Linked DNA regions of Sus scrofa: region 1 is linked to region 2. A link is a contact called in public HiChIP or PLAC-seq data. All regions are on one chromosome and are shown on one strand. Each heading gives the region's core, a stretch centred on a gene start, on an enhancer-like site or on the middle of the called end of the contact. The rest is flanking DNA. Distances are from core to core; before and after follow the strand shown. Region 1 holds the start of POLG (DNA polymerase subunit gamma-1). Region 2 holds the start of ABHD2 (monoacylglycerol lipase ABHD2).

Region 1 (6,161 bases), core at 2,104-4,603, 250 kb before region 2:
TACTGCTGTAGGATTTCAGCTTCCCTCCTTCACCATTCTGTGCCTCAGTTTCTTCATCAGTGAAAGAGGATAATAACAATGTCTCTATCCTGTGGTCAATGTGAGGATTAATTAAGATGTAAATTTAATTTAATTTTTTTTTTAGCACCGCAAGTGCGGCATATGGAAGTTCCCAGGCTAGGAATTGAATCAGAGCTATGGCTGCCGGCCTACACCACAGCCACAGCCACAGCCACAGCCACAGCAACACGGGATCCAAGCGTGTCTGTGACCTACACCACAGCTCACGACAGTGCTGGATCCTTAACCCACTGAGCAAGGCCAGGTATCGAACCCACATCTTTGTGGATACTAGTCGAGTTCATTACTGCTGAGCCACAACAGGCACTCCAGGATTCATTAGTTTAGATGCCAGCACCTGACATCTAGTAAGTGCTGGTTGTTACCAAGCTCCAGCCAGGCCCTAGAGCTTCCAGTGAGACACAGGTCTGTCTTCCCAGGAATTGACAGCAGTAGAAGGGGAGATTTTTTAAAAATCTGCTTTTGGAGTTCCCGCCTTGGCACAGTAGGTTAAGAATTTGACTGTAGCAGCTCAGGTCACTGCAGAGGCACAGGTTCGATCCCCGGGGCAGTGGATGAAAAGATCTGGTGGTTGCTGCAGCCTGTAGTGTAGGTCGCAGCTGTGACTCAGATTCAATCCCTTGCTGGAGAATTTTTTGTGGCCATAAAAATAAATAAACGAAAAGTCAGCTTTTGTTCCAACTGAAGTACATGCTTTGCAAGAAAATACAGAGTGTTTTGATTAGGACAGGGGGTTCCTAGTGAATTGGTCATGGATTGTATTAGTGAATTGGTCTCTTGCTATGTGGAAGGAGAGGTCAAGGGAATTGTAGGGAAATGTATGTGGCTTCTCAGGTACCACCAGCAGGCAGCTGGGCAGGAATGGCTCATGCCTCTGGATACCCTCTCAAAGTAGGTACCAGTGTCTATCACTTTTGCCCTTGCTAAAGATTCTAATTCCAGGGCTAGGGTACCAGACTGGCCTGAATTAGCCTTCTGGGAGGGGCAGGCATGTCAATGGGTATTTCCTGGCACTGAACCTAGAGGGAGGGGGGCTCTTCTCCTAGTAGATATCATGCAGGCCCAGCAACAGTGTCCCCAGGAATGACATTCAGTTAGGCAAGGGGAACCTAGCTTTTTTGAGCCATAGACATCTTCTAAGAATAATCCTTGTTTGTTTGTTTTTGCCCTTTATCTGGATAGGGGTCTAATTGGAACTGCAGCTGCGGGCCTACAGCACAGCAACACTGGATCCAAGCCTCATCTGCAACCTACACCACAGCTCGGGGCAACTCCAGATCCTTAACCCACTGAGTGGGGCCAGGGATCTAGCCTGAGTCCTCAAGGATAATAGTCAGGTTTGTTACCGCTGAGTCACTCACAACGGAAACTCCTTAAGAATAATACGGGGTTTTTTTGGTTTTTTTTAGGGCCGCATCCACAGCATATGGAAGTTCCCAGGCTAGGGGTCTAATTGGAGGAGCTGTTGCTGCCAGCCTATGCCACAGCCACAGCAACACCAGATCTGAGCTGCGTCTGCAACCTACACCACAGCTCATGGATTGTATTCGCAACCTCGTGGTTCCTAGTAAGATTCGTTTCCACCACACCACGATGCAAACTCCTGAGAACAATGTTTTTAAATGCATACAAAGGAAATCAAAGATAATGAAACATTAGAAAGAACACAAAGGTGATGTAATTTTTGGTTAACTCATTTTAAAAGGAGGCCTAGGAGCAGCCTAACACACTTCTGTTTTGCAGTACAGATGAGCGTGAACAATCTGCAGCAACTGTAATGTTTTATGGGAATATCTGTGTTTGCACTCAGGGGCAAAGTCTCGGGTACTGCTAACCCTACTGCGGCTGCTCACCTAACCTCATAATTGAAGGAAATGCTAAATCGCAGAAAAAGATTAGAGGAAATAATGAAAATGTTTTCCCCACTTAGGGACTCCCTGAGTTAAGCCTTGTCTTGGCATTTTGTAAAAAATATCAGTGGTAACATGGTTAAGCGACAAGAAAAACCCAGATTATAAAATGCTGAATTTTCAGTTGAGTGTAATTTTTGCCAAGAGAAAGAACCAAATAAAAGTACTTTTCTGTGTATATTAAATATATCTTGGAGTTCCCGTAGTGGCGCAGTGGAAACGAATCCGACTAGGAACCATGAGGTTGCGGGTTTGGTCCCTGATGTCGTTCAGCGGGTTAAGGATCTGGCGTTGCCTGTGAGCTGTGGTGTAGGTGGCAGATGCGGCTGGGATTCCGCGTTGCTGTGGCTGTGGTGTAGGCCGGCAGCTGTAGTTCCGATTAGATCCCTAGCCTGGGAACTTCCATCCATTTGCTGCAGGTGTGGCCCTAAAAAGCAAAAAAAAAAAAAAAAAAAAAAAAAAAAATGTATGAATTGCAACGTGTAAACAATATTTCATACTTAAAAATAAAGGGAGGGAGTTCCCTGGTGGTCTACGGAAGGATCTAGAGTAATGCTACTGTGAGGCCTTCACAGACCTTTTCCTGGGGTTTTCTCTGCCTTTCTGGGTGGGTTGTGTCCGCAGGACAGGTGGGGAGTGTGTTTTCCTGGGTATCTCCAAACCGCACCGCTGAAAAATACTGAAGGCCGTTGTCAGATCCTGGTGTCCTGGCACAGGCACGGGCTGGAAGGTGGGGACTGACTTTCGGTGAGGCCTCAGTGTTGACCCTCATCAGCTGTGTGTCCTCAGGTCTGTCTCAGATCGCTCTTAGCCTCACTTTCCAAATCTTCGTAGCTGTGTCTCCAGGATCCAGGTTCTCCCTTTCACATGGGGCTTAATCTGAGTAGTACTTGACAGTTTATCAGCGGGATGCGCGGACAGGAGACCGCAAAGACTGGAGGGCAGCTCCCCGCGCTGGGGCGAGGGCTTAATATCCGGTTGCAGATTCCGGTTCGGTGAAAGGTAGCGTTTGTACCGTCAGAATTGCCCCAGACGGGGAGAGGAAGGGTCTGCCTCAGGTGCCAATTTCCACCATTCCGACACATCTAATGATTTGAAACCAGTGCCTCGGCTTAGGATGCCCGCCAGCTTTACCTTCGTGGAGGTACACGCACGGCAGATGACTGTTAGAACCGTACTGCGGCTTCCCCACGCAGAGGAGCAATTTCGCACCGACGTACGGGGCGTGGTGGATGGGGACCCGTACTTCCCCAGATCTGGGTGTTTCCAGACGTCAGTGAACTGTAGTAATTGGTAACAGCGTCTCGTGCGGTCCTGGCTAAATACCTAGGAAGGTGCAAATCAAAAAGGGTAGCTGAGCTTCCGACCGCGGCAGGACTCGAACCTGCAATCTTCTGATCCGAAGTCAGACGCCTTATCCATTAGGCCACGCGGCCGCCCGCTTGCTGTTACTCTTTGGACAGCCTAAACTATATTTTTACCGCCTACTGTCTTGCCTGGGACCAACCCACCTGCTTCTTGAGCGGGGGAGGTTGGACCTTGATTCCCAGAGTTCCGTAGGGAGAGCCCACCCGGAAGTCCTATTCCCCCCCCACGGGCGGACCGGTCCATTTGTGACTCTCCTATTGGTCGCACTGGGAGTCTCCCGCCTGCCTCTCGGGGTAGCCGCGGGACCGAGCGGGACGCAGACGGGAAGTTGCGGCTGCCAGCGAGGCGGACTGGTCGGGTGGAAGCCACAGGCCACGCCGAGGCTGCAAAGGCCGCGCGAGGGGAGACGCCGCGTCTCTGGCCTGGGGTCGGCAGCCGCCGACTGAGAAGCTCCGGGTGGACTGAGGTTTCCGGAGGGTCGGCGCTGAGGGGAGGTCGGGTCGCTGAGCGGTGGCGAAGGGAGCGCGGCCTTGAGCTGGGCGGAGGCTCGTCCCAGGGCGCACCGCGGCGCTGCCGCCGGGCTCAGGCGGGCTGGCGGCCGGGAGCGCCGGGGGCCTCTGCCGACGCCACCTGCCGGGCTCCTTCGGCCCGCTGGGCCCCGGCCCGGGCGTGGGTGGGGACCCCGCGGGACGGCGGCCTCCCCGGACGGGTTCGAATCCGCGCGCTGGCTCCTAGAGGCGCTAGGGCCTCGGGCTGCGGCGGTCACGGTAATGGCAGCCACCGTTAGCCGAGCATTTGCCCAGGGCTGGGCTGCCCGACCTGGTCGCCCTGTGTCACCCGAAAAGCTGTCTGTATGGCTGGTAGAACTCATAACCCCATTTCAAAGAGTCGGGAACCGGGGCCTAAGAAGCTTGCCCAAGGTCATAGGTCTCCTAGGAGCCGGAGCCGGGATTCAAACCTGTTCAGAGTCTGCGCTCTTAGCCACTAACCTTCATCTTCCCCAGTGAACCCATGTGAGCCCCAGTTTTCCTCTGGAGGGATACTGATCCTTCTCAAGGTTGTCTGATGATTAACTGAGAAAATGTACCCAAAGGCGCCTGGCACACTGCCTGAGACGCAGCAAGTGCTTAAGAGCGATGGTTGTTAATGTAGCACGTGTTGGGCATTTCATAAGTTAACACTGTCGTCTGTCTCCTTTAGGATTTGTTGGGTGGAAGGCAGGCATGATCAGGACCGTTTCACTGACAGGAAAAGAGAGACGGGACGTGTCTCCCTCCACGTCTTCCCGCCAGTAAAAGCTGCCAAGCTGGAGCCCAAAGCCAGGTGTCCTGACTCCCAGCGGGGGGCTCCCTGCACCAACCATGAGCCGCCTGCTCTGGAGGAAGGTGGCCGGCGCCAGCGTCGGGCCAGGGCCGGTTCCAGCTCCAGGGCGTTGGGGCTTCAGCTCCGCCCCCGTCCCCGTCCCCAGCGACGGGCAGCCGCCGCCGCAGCCGCCGCAGGTGCCCTCCTCGGAGGACGGGCAGCTGCGGCACAACCCACTGCACATCCAGATGCTCTCGAGAGGGCTCCACGAGCAAATCTTCGGGCGCGGCGGGGAGATGCCCGGCGAGGCCGCGGTGCGCCGCAGCGTCGAGCACCTGCAGAAGCACGGGCTCTGGGGGCAGCCGGCCTCGCCCTTGCCGGACGTGGAGCTGCGCCTGCCGCCCCTCTACGGGGGCAACCTGGACCAGCACTTCCGCCTCCTGGCCCAGAAGCAGAGCCTGCCCTACCTGGAGGCGGCCAACTCCCTCTTGCAGGCCCAGCTGCCCCCCCGGCCCTCGAGCTGGGCCTGGGCGGAGGGGTGGACCCGGTACGGCCCCGCGGGGGAGGCCGAACCCGTGGCCATCCCCGAGGAGCGGGCCCTGGTGTTCGACGTGGAGGTCTGCTTGGCAGAGGGAACTTGCCCCACATTGGCGGTGGCCATATCCCCCTCGGCCTGGTGAGTAGGGGCTGGGGTTGGGGACTTCAGCACACGTGGGGGGCCCAGCTTAATAGTTTGGTTCAGGGAACATTTGCTGAGCTCCAACGATGTGTCTGATAGGCGCTTTTCCAGGGATTGTGAATTCAGCAGTGAGCTAAAATAAGTTGGACCCCAGCTTGTACAGAGCTTACTTTCTGGTGGGCAGGTGGGTGGTAAAGGACACCCAAGCAAAGGTCAGGTGGTGACAGGGGCTCTGCACAGAATCACAGTGGAGTGCTGGACTTGAAACTGACTGGGAGACCACTTGAGATCACCTTGATTTGGTGCCTTATGGCTTCCTGAGAAGTTGGCCCGAGACATTGGACTGTGTTTCTATCTGGGGATGCTAATGGTTCTTTTGAGCAAGAGAAACCTCCCTTTTGCGGCAGTGTCCCAGGCAGTGTAAGAGGCTTAGCATCCCCAGCTGTTCCCTTGAATGCCAGACTAAACCCCGCCCCCTTCAGTGTTTCCAAATCCTTCCCTCCCCCCAGGTAACACCCCCCCCCATTTGAGAAACAGTGTTTCCTTTCCCCAGCCTCCCAAGGCATTGGTGCAGGCATTTTGGTCCCTCAAAGGTATATCCCATCTCTTTCCTTTTTAAAATAACTTTTCTAAAGTGCTACCCACGTTTCTTTTTCAAACAATGATGGCAGTACTGTTTCTCCCCTTTTTTTATTCTTCATTCCAGGATTAAAATACTATTTACAACCTTAATGCTTTCAGGCATGGCCAGCAAAAAAAGTTGGCAGTTTCTTTATTCCTATTGGAAGCTACATCTTTGTAAAGAAAGCTGCGAAATGTTA
Region 2 (6,516 bases), core at 1,303-3,802:
CCAGCAAGAATCAGTCACACGCTTGTGCTTCTGCCAGGCAAGGCAGGCGCTGCTGGCGCTCCAATGACTAAGTAACTTGCTTAAATGCATTTGACACACGATCCTTGAACTTCCGAAAAGCACTTAATACAGTGGCTCATGAAATCTTAATCTAAAAATGTTCACCCATTTATAATCAAGCTGCATCACACTGACAACTGGGAAGGAGGGCCAAACAGAGGGAAGAGATATTTGGAAGGATGCCCTAGAGAATGGTATCATCAGCGACTTTGTTTATCACTTTGAGGGACAGTCCCCCCCCCACCTTTTTAAGAGAATGAGATTTGGAGTCTAAAAAGAGTGTAATTACAAAGAGAAGGCTAACAGAAAATGAATAACCTGATTCAATAAAAGACAGAAAAATAAGACATAAAATGCAATGTGAGTTGGAAAACTCTGCAGATATCTACGCTGCCATGAAATCTGGAATATGTTTAATGAATTGGGGGAAAGGAGGTAGGAAAAAAAATTAGCTCCTGCTAGAAAATAGTTGGTGGTAGGTATGAAGAAAAGCTGTATGAAAAGGCAACAGAAGATCGTATTTAATAAATCTATGGTGGTTATTGGGTGCCAGGCACCATTCTAAATGCTTCAGATAAAGTAATTCTCAAAACCACCTTCTTTCTAATCTAAGTACTATTATTATTCCTGTTTTAAAGGTGAGCAAACAGAGGCACGGACAGGTTAGGTAATTTGCCCAAGGTTACAGCTAGTAAGAAGCAGTGCTAAGATTCAAATCCAGGCACTCTTGCACCCAAATCTGAGCTCTTAGCCTCGTTGGACTCCCTTACAACTTGAACATCTAGAGTAAGGTAAGTAGGCTAGGAGTAGAAATAACAAGTCATGCACTGGCCAGATCCAGGATCAACAGATGCCTTAGTCATAGCTCTGTGATGACCAGTCAGTCCTGTGACCTCCCCAGGCCTTCGTCTCCTCACCGGTGCATTAAAGACAGATTAGGTGAGTTCTATCTAAGGTAGCTTCAGCTCGAAAATGCCACCAGTCCATGTTGGCGATCAGGATTTGGACTGGCTTGCTTTCTAACTGGTTACTCAAAGGTTAATTCATCCTAAAACAGATAAAATGTTGTGCTAAGGTTCTGCTTCTGCCTCCTGACCTTCAGAAGATTATTATTCTACTCTATTCAGGCAAATGACAGGGGGCAGTGAAAGGGGGCTACTGGATGGCTTCTCTTTTGGACTCTAAAAAGCTCGGGGCCAGATCACATTAACTCTGCCAAACCTACAGTCTCCCACCCCCACCCCGGCAACTCTCCTGAGTCTGATCTTGGAGCCTGCCTTTGGATCTGGTTACTGGAATGCAAGTCAAACTAACACACTGGAGGTGGAGCAACCAAGAGAGAGGAATTAGGAAGATGATTAGAGGCAGCCCACGTAGTTCAAATTAAGGAGTTTCATGATGGCTAAATAAGCTACTTGGCAGGGTCCATTCTCTTTGCTAGCACAGACTCTTGAGAGTTGAGACCACACAACATCCACTTTCAAACTAATGGACCCCCAGCAGTACTCTTCTCAAGGTAGGCATTAAAGGTCACCCAGAGTGCCTCTGTGAGTGGAGAAGGGCCTTACAGGTGGGTCATGCAGTCTTCCCTTTCGAGTCCTTTCTAAGCATCCCTGACAGGTGGCTGTCACTTGGCCTCTGCCTGGTCACTTCCAAGGTCGAGATGGTGACTGCCTCGCCTAGCAGGGCCTGCTGCTGGACAGCTCTCACTGTGGGGAAAGATCACGAAGAGCCTAGAAAGGTGCCGGGCGCAGGGCCGAGCTCCCTAAGTGCGCCTCCAAGTGGGTCAAAAGCTACCTCCCAACTTGAACCTATCAGTCCTGGGTGCGCCTCTTGAGCCCAGAAACACAGAGGGCCCTCCGGTATTCCGGGTTTGTAATTAGGCCCCCGGCCCTCTCCCTATAGGCGCGGGTCCCATATCTCCTTCACCAAGACCCCTGCCTCAGACCCCAGAGGTCCCAAGGGTGCGCACGGATGCAGGAATGGCTGGCAGGGAGGCCGCAGTCGGGAATGTCCCCAGCCTCTGTGCCCGAGGCGAGAGGGGACAAAGAGCTTTCAGGAAGGCGTACCCCACCCAATGTGATCCAGGCTGCTTCCCTCCCCGACGGCCCTGGGGACCCCCGAGGCGCCAGGTGACAGGCCCCCGAGGATCCCGAGCCGCAGGCAACGGCGCGATGGGCCGAGCCACGACAGGACCGCGGGGCTCAGGGGTTTAGCCCAACTGATCCGGGGCTCGATCGCGGCTTAGCGGAGCTAGCTCGACCGTGGCTTTACCTGAGCGCGGTTGACTACAGCGGCCCAGCTCGCCCTCAGTCCAGTCTCCGCAGCTCCGCCGCTGCCGCCGGCGCTCATGGAAATGCAGCCGGAACCCCTGGCCAGTGCAGCTCCCGCCGCTACCGGCCCCGCCCAAGCAACTGCCGCCCCGCCCCTGACGACCGCTTCTACCACGCCCCTAACCACGGAAACTAGCCCGTTCATTGGGCCGCCCGGCTTCTGCTCTATGAGCCCCGAGGGCTTTTTACATCCAGAGGGTAGCCCATTGGTCAGGGGACCTACTCCTCAGAGTGGAGGCGGAGCCCTCAGCCGAGAGCTCCACGACAATTGGTTATTCTTGACGTCTTTAGCCAGTGGGTCAAGACGCTATAGGATAAAGCCAGCCTGGAGTGGGCAGGGCAAAGATAAGAGCGCGGAAAGCTGGGTAGTGGTTGATGTTGATGGAGGCGGGGTACCGAGAGGGAGGCATTTGTGACCGCAGCTGGTTTGGGGGGCTGGGTAAGGTCAGACGTCTTCTGGGGCTGGGAGGAGGGAGGCTGGCTGGTAGCTCAGCTGCCGGGCTTGAAGGCTCCAGGTCGACTGCTGGACTCACCTGTAGTTCAGGACACTGGTGGCAAGATTTGGGGCTCGTGTCCCAGGAGAGAGGAGGGAAGTTAGTGAGTCACCAAGCCATAAGGAGAAGAAAGGATGTGAAGGCAGCAGCCTCTGGCCTCTGCCAGCTAGGGAAGGATGATGGGGACGTGGCAGGCAGGGTGGACCTCAGTCATTGTCCCACTGTCCTTTCAGCTCTTAAGATGACCCTTGCTCAGTTGAAAGCAGCCTGGAAGAACGTAGCCTTCGGAAGCAGATCTTAGAGTTGGAATCCCTCTTGGTGTGTACAGGTTGCATGGCCCTGAGCAAGTCATTTAATTTTTCTGCATGCATCCTGATTATTTTTCATTTGGCAACTGGGAGTAACAACAGTAGTTAATGAGAAGTTTAAATAATTCTGGTAAACACTAACAGTGCCTGGCACTCAGTAGGCGTTCAATCAAGACTGGTTCCCCATCCACTTACCCATTGGTTTGTGGAACTAAGTCCAATTCTAAAATTCTATGAGTCTGAAACTGCTTTTGCAATGGCATGTGCTTTTACCAAGAAGAGAACACTTGACTAGCTTGAAAAGCAAATGCTTAAGGGCAGAGAGGGCTACCCTGCCAAGGCACAGTAGGGCTGGAAGAGAGAGAGCAAGGAATGAGATGGGAGTTGTGATTTTAGCCAGAGAAGGAAAGTGGTATTTGCATTCATGTTAATTTTTTCAACATATTTCAGGATTTTGAAAAATGGAGCTTCCTTTTTCCTGTTCACCCAACCATGTGTCCAGTGGCTCAAGTTTCGTGGAGTGAGACCACATATCCTTTGGAAGGCTGATCAGCACTGCACCAGAAACCACTGCATAAAATCTGTCAGGAACTCCTGAAGCCCATTCCCCATTCCGAAGCTATGGAAGTCCTAGAATATGAATGGAAATAGCCTCTCAAGGCTATTTCCCAGCTCCTTTGGGCCTACCTTTGAGAGAACCCATACCATGGTGCTCTCGAGGGAAGAAGGAGAAAGAATCCTCTGCTTTGTTTTTCATTCAGTTGTCACGTTACTTAAAACAAAAAGTTTTATTTCAGCATTTATTTATTCCTCTATATTCTCTTCCGTTTGGGGAAAGAAAAACCTGAACAGAGGGTTATAGTGAGGGACTCCTGTCGTTCTGACTCTTTGTGTTAAAAAAAATTGGGGCTTCCAGAAAAGAGCTTTGGATCTGTTGCCACTTTGTGTGTGTGTGTGTGTGTGTGTGTGTGTGTGTGTGTGTGTGTGCGCGCGCGCGCGTGCTCGCATACCCCCACACACTTGGTTCTGCTCCATGGTTTTCCAGTTCTTGTGTCTTTGAATAGTACTGCTCGGTGGCCATCTCTATGTCTGCACTCCTGCTAGGGAAACAGGTTTGCTCCTGCTCATGTTTGCTAAAGGAGACTGAGATGTCTTGTTAGGCCCTGAAAAACCTGATGTGGCTCCCGAGATCCAAAAAGATTTCTCCAGCTGGATTCAGAGCCACAAAAAGTGGCTCTGGGGAGTAGGGTGCAGATGGCTTATCATTGTGCAAATGGAATTTTCCATCCATGTCAGGAACACAGCTTTAGCCAAGAGTTCCAGGAAGGGATGCTCATCAGGTTCAGGAATTCTAGAACACAGTTGTGTCACTAAGGCTCAAAAAGAGGCATAGAATGAGCCTAGACAGAGAAGAAAGAGGGGAAGGCCATGTATATCTCCTTCCCAGCTCTGGCTGGTTTAAATAATGATCCGTTACTCTTTGCAACATAGAACTGCTTTTTTCTTTTCTTTCTTTTTTTTTTTTTTTAGGACCTCATCCATGGCATATGGAGGTTCCCACGCTAGGGGTCGAATTGGAGCTGCAACTGCCAGCCTATACCACAGCCACAGCAATGCAGGATTTGAGCTCCATCTGCGACCTACACCACAGCTCATGGCAACATCAGATCCTTAACCAACTGAGCAGGGCCAGGGATCGAACCTGCACCCTCACAGATACTGGTTGGTTTCATTTCTGCTGCGTCACAACAGGAACTCCTAGAACTACTTTCTTATTGGTCTCTGGTTTCTGTTTCCTCTTCTTTGCTTTGGCTCTTGCTGTATTCTGTTGAATTATGTTATTTCATTCAATATAGTGGTTCTGTGGGAGGCCATTTAGGAGACAGAATGGACTCATTTTTGCCTTCAAGTTTAGTCACCTGTCGGGATGGAAGATTTGGTGAGGCTTGGTCTGGGATAACCAGTGGTTTGGACTTGGCTATGAAGTACATTTCTGAGAGCATGAGAGTGCCTTGTTATAAAAGAGAACCAGCAAAGAGTTCCTGTCATGGCACAGTGGAAACAAATCTGACTGGGAACCATGAGGTTGTGGGTTTGATCCCTGGCCTCGCTCAGTGGGTTAAGGATCCGGATGGTGTTGCTGTGAGCTGTGGTGTAGGTCACAGATGTGGCTCAGATTCCAAGTTGTTGTGGCTGCGGTGTAGGCTGGCAGCTATAGCTCTGATTGGACCCCTAGCCTGGGAACCTCCATATGCTACGGGACAAAAAAATTAAAAAAAAAAAGAGAACCAGCAAGAGGGCATGCACCCACCCACATTCTGAAATGACTAAAGTTTAATCACTTTACTGAAGAGGAACTGGCTCTAAGATCACCTGGGTTTTCTCAGCAGGATCTGGGAAATTCCTTGGGGTCCTCAGAGAGGCATCAGGCAGCAGAGGTCAGAGCAGATCGTGGGCTCTATTTATTTTCTTCTAGCAAATCAGTGATTCACTCAGTTTGTCATTTTCATTATTCTGTCATTGTCATTATCCTTAATGGATGATCGACAGCAATGGGCTTTGGCTTCTCTGCTGCTGAGGCTTGAATCCTGACTCTGCCTCTCCTAGCTTTGTGACCTTGGGCATAAACCGTGCCTCTCTGTGCCCCACTTCCATAAAATTTAGGTGACAGTAAATTGTGCTTTCCTCATGGGGTGCTGGGAAGAGCAGATGGTTTATAGATGTTAAGTGCATCAAATGGTGCCTGCCATATATTTCAGCTCTTAAATGTTTTGTTTGTAGCTGTTATAGATCATTTAAGGATGTTTCTTGGAGTTCCCATCATGGCTCAGTGGTTAACGAATCCGACTAGGAGCCATGAGGTTTTGGGTTTGATCCCTGGTCTCACTCAGTGGGTTAAGGATCTGGCATTGCTGTGAGCTGTGGTGTAGGTCACAGATGTGGCTCGGATCCCGCAGTTGCTGTGGCTGTGGCGTAGGCCAGAGGCTACTGCTCCAATTCGACCCCTAACCTGGGAACTTCCATATGCCTCGGGTGCGGCCCTAGAAAAGACAAAAAAAAAGATTGTTTCTCAAAGTGCTAACTCATCTTCTAAGTTCTGTCCCTCAGAAGTAGTGGTCACGGGATTCGGGATTTGCTTTTATATAGACTTCATTTTTTAAAATGGTTTTAGAGTCACAGCAAAACTGGACAGAAAGTACAGAAAGTTCTCATTTACCCATCACCCCAACAGTTGCAGGATTTTTTTTTTTTTTAAGAGTCATATATCTACCACCTGGTGAGAGAAACGTTTCCTTTGGAATATCCTTAGCAGAGAGGGTT

What was found. HiChIP or PLAC-seq counts read pairs in DNA pulled down with a chosen protein or histone mark.
Region 1: an H3K27ac HiChIP or PLAC-seq map of alveolar macrophages shows a contact between it and region 2. The contact joins the promoter of POLG here to the promoter of ABHD2 in region 2. A contact is called at or near these places in 2 of 47 Hi-C or Micro-C datasets (liver and skeletal muscle) and 1 of 2 datasets of contacts at active chromatin or transcription factors (alveolar macrophages).

The regions. Positions count from the first base shown.
Region 1 is chr7:54,904,359-54,910,519 of Sscrofa11.1, reverse strand. It overlaps POLG (DNA polymerase subunit gamma-1), which reads left to right and starts at 3,353. Exons shown (of 23, transcript XM_001927064.5): 1 at 3,353-3,825; 2 at 4,560-5,337. The coding sequence starts at 4,721. It overlaps TRNAR-UCG (a tRNA gene), which reads right to left and starts at 3,427; the gene lies at 3,355-3,427.
Region 2 is chr7:54,651,730-54,658,245 of Sscrofa11.1, reverse strand. It overlaps ABHD2 (monoacylglycerol lipase ABHD2), which reads right to left and starts at 2,552. Exons shown (of 11, transcript XM_001925989.7): 1 at 2,335-2,552. It also overlaps LOC102161272.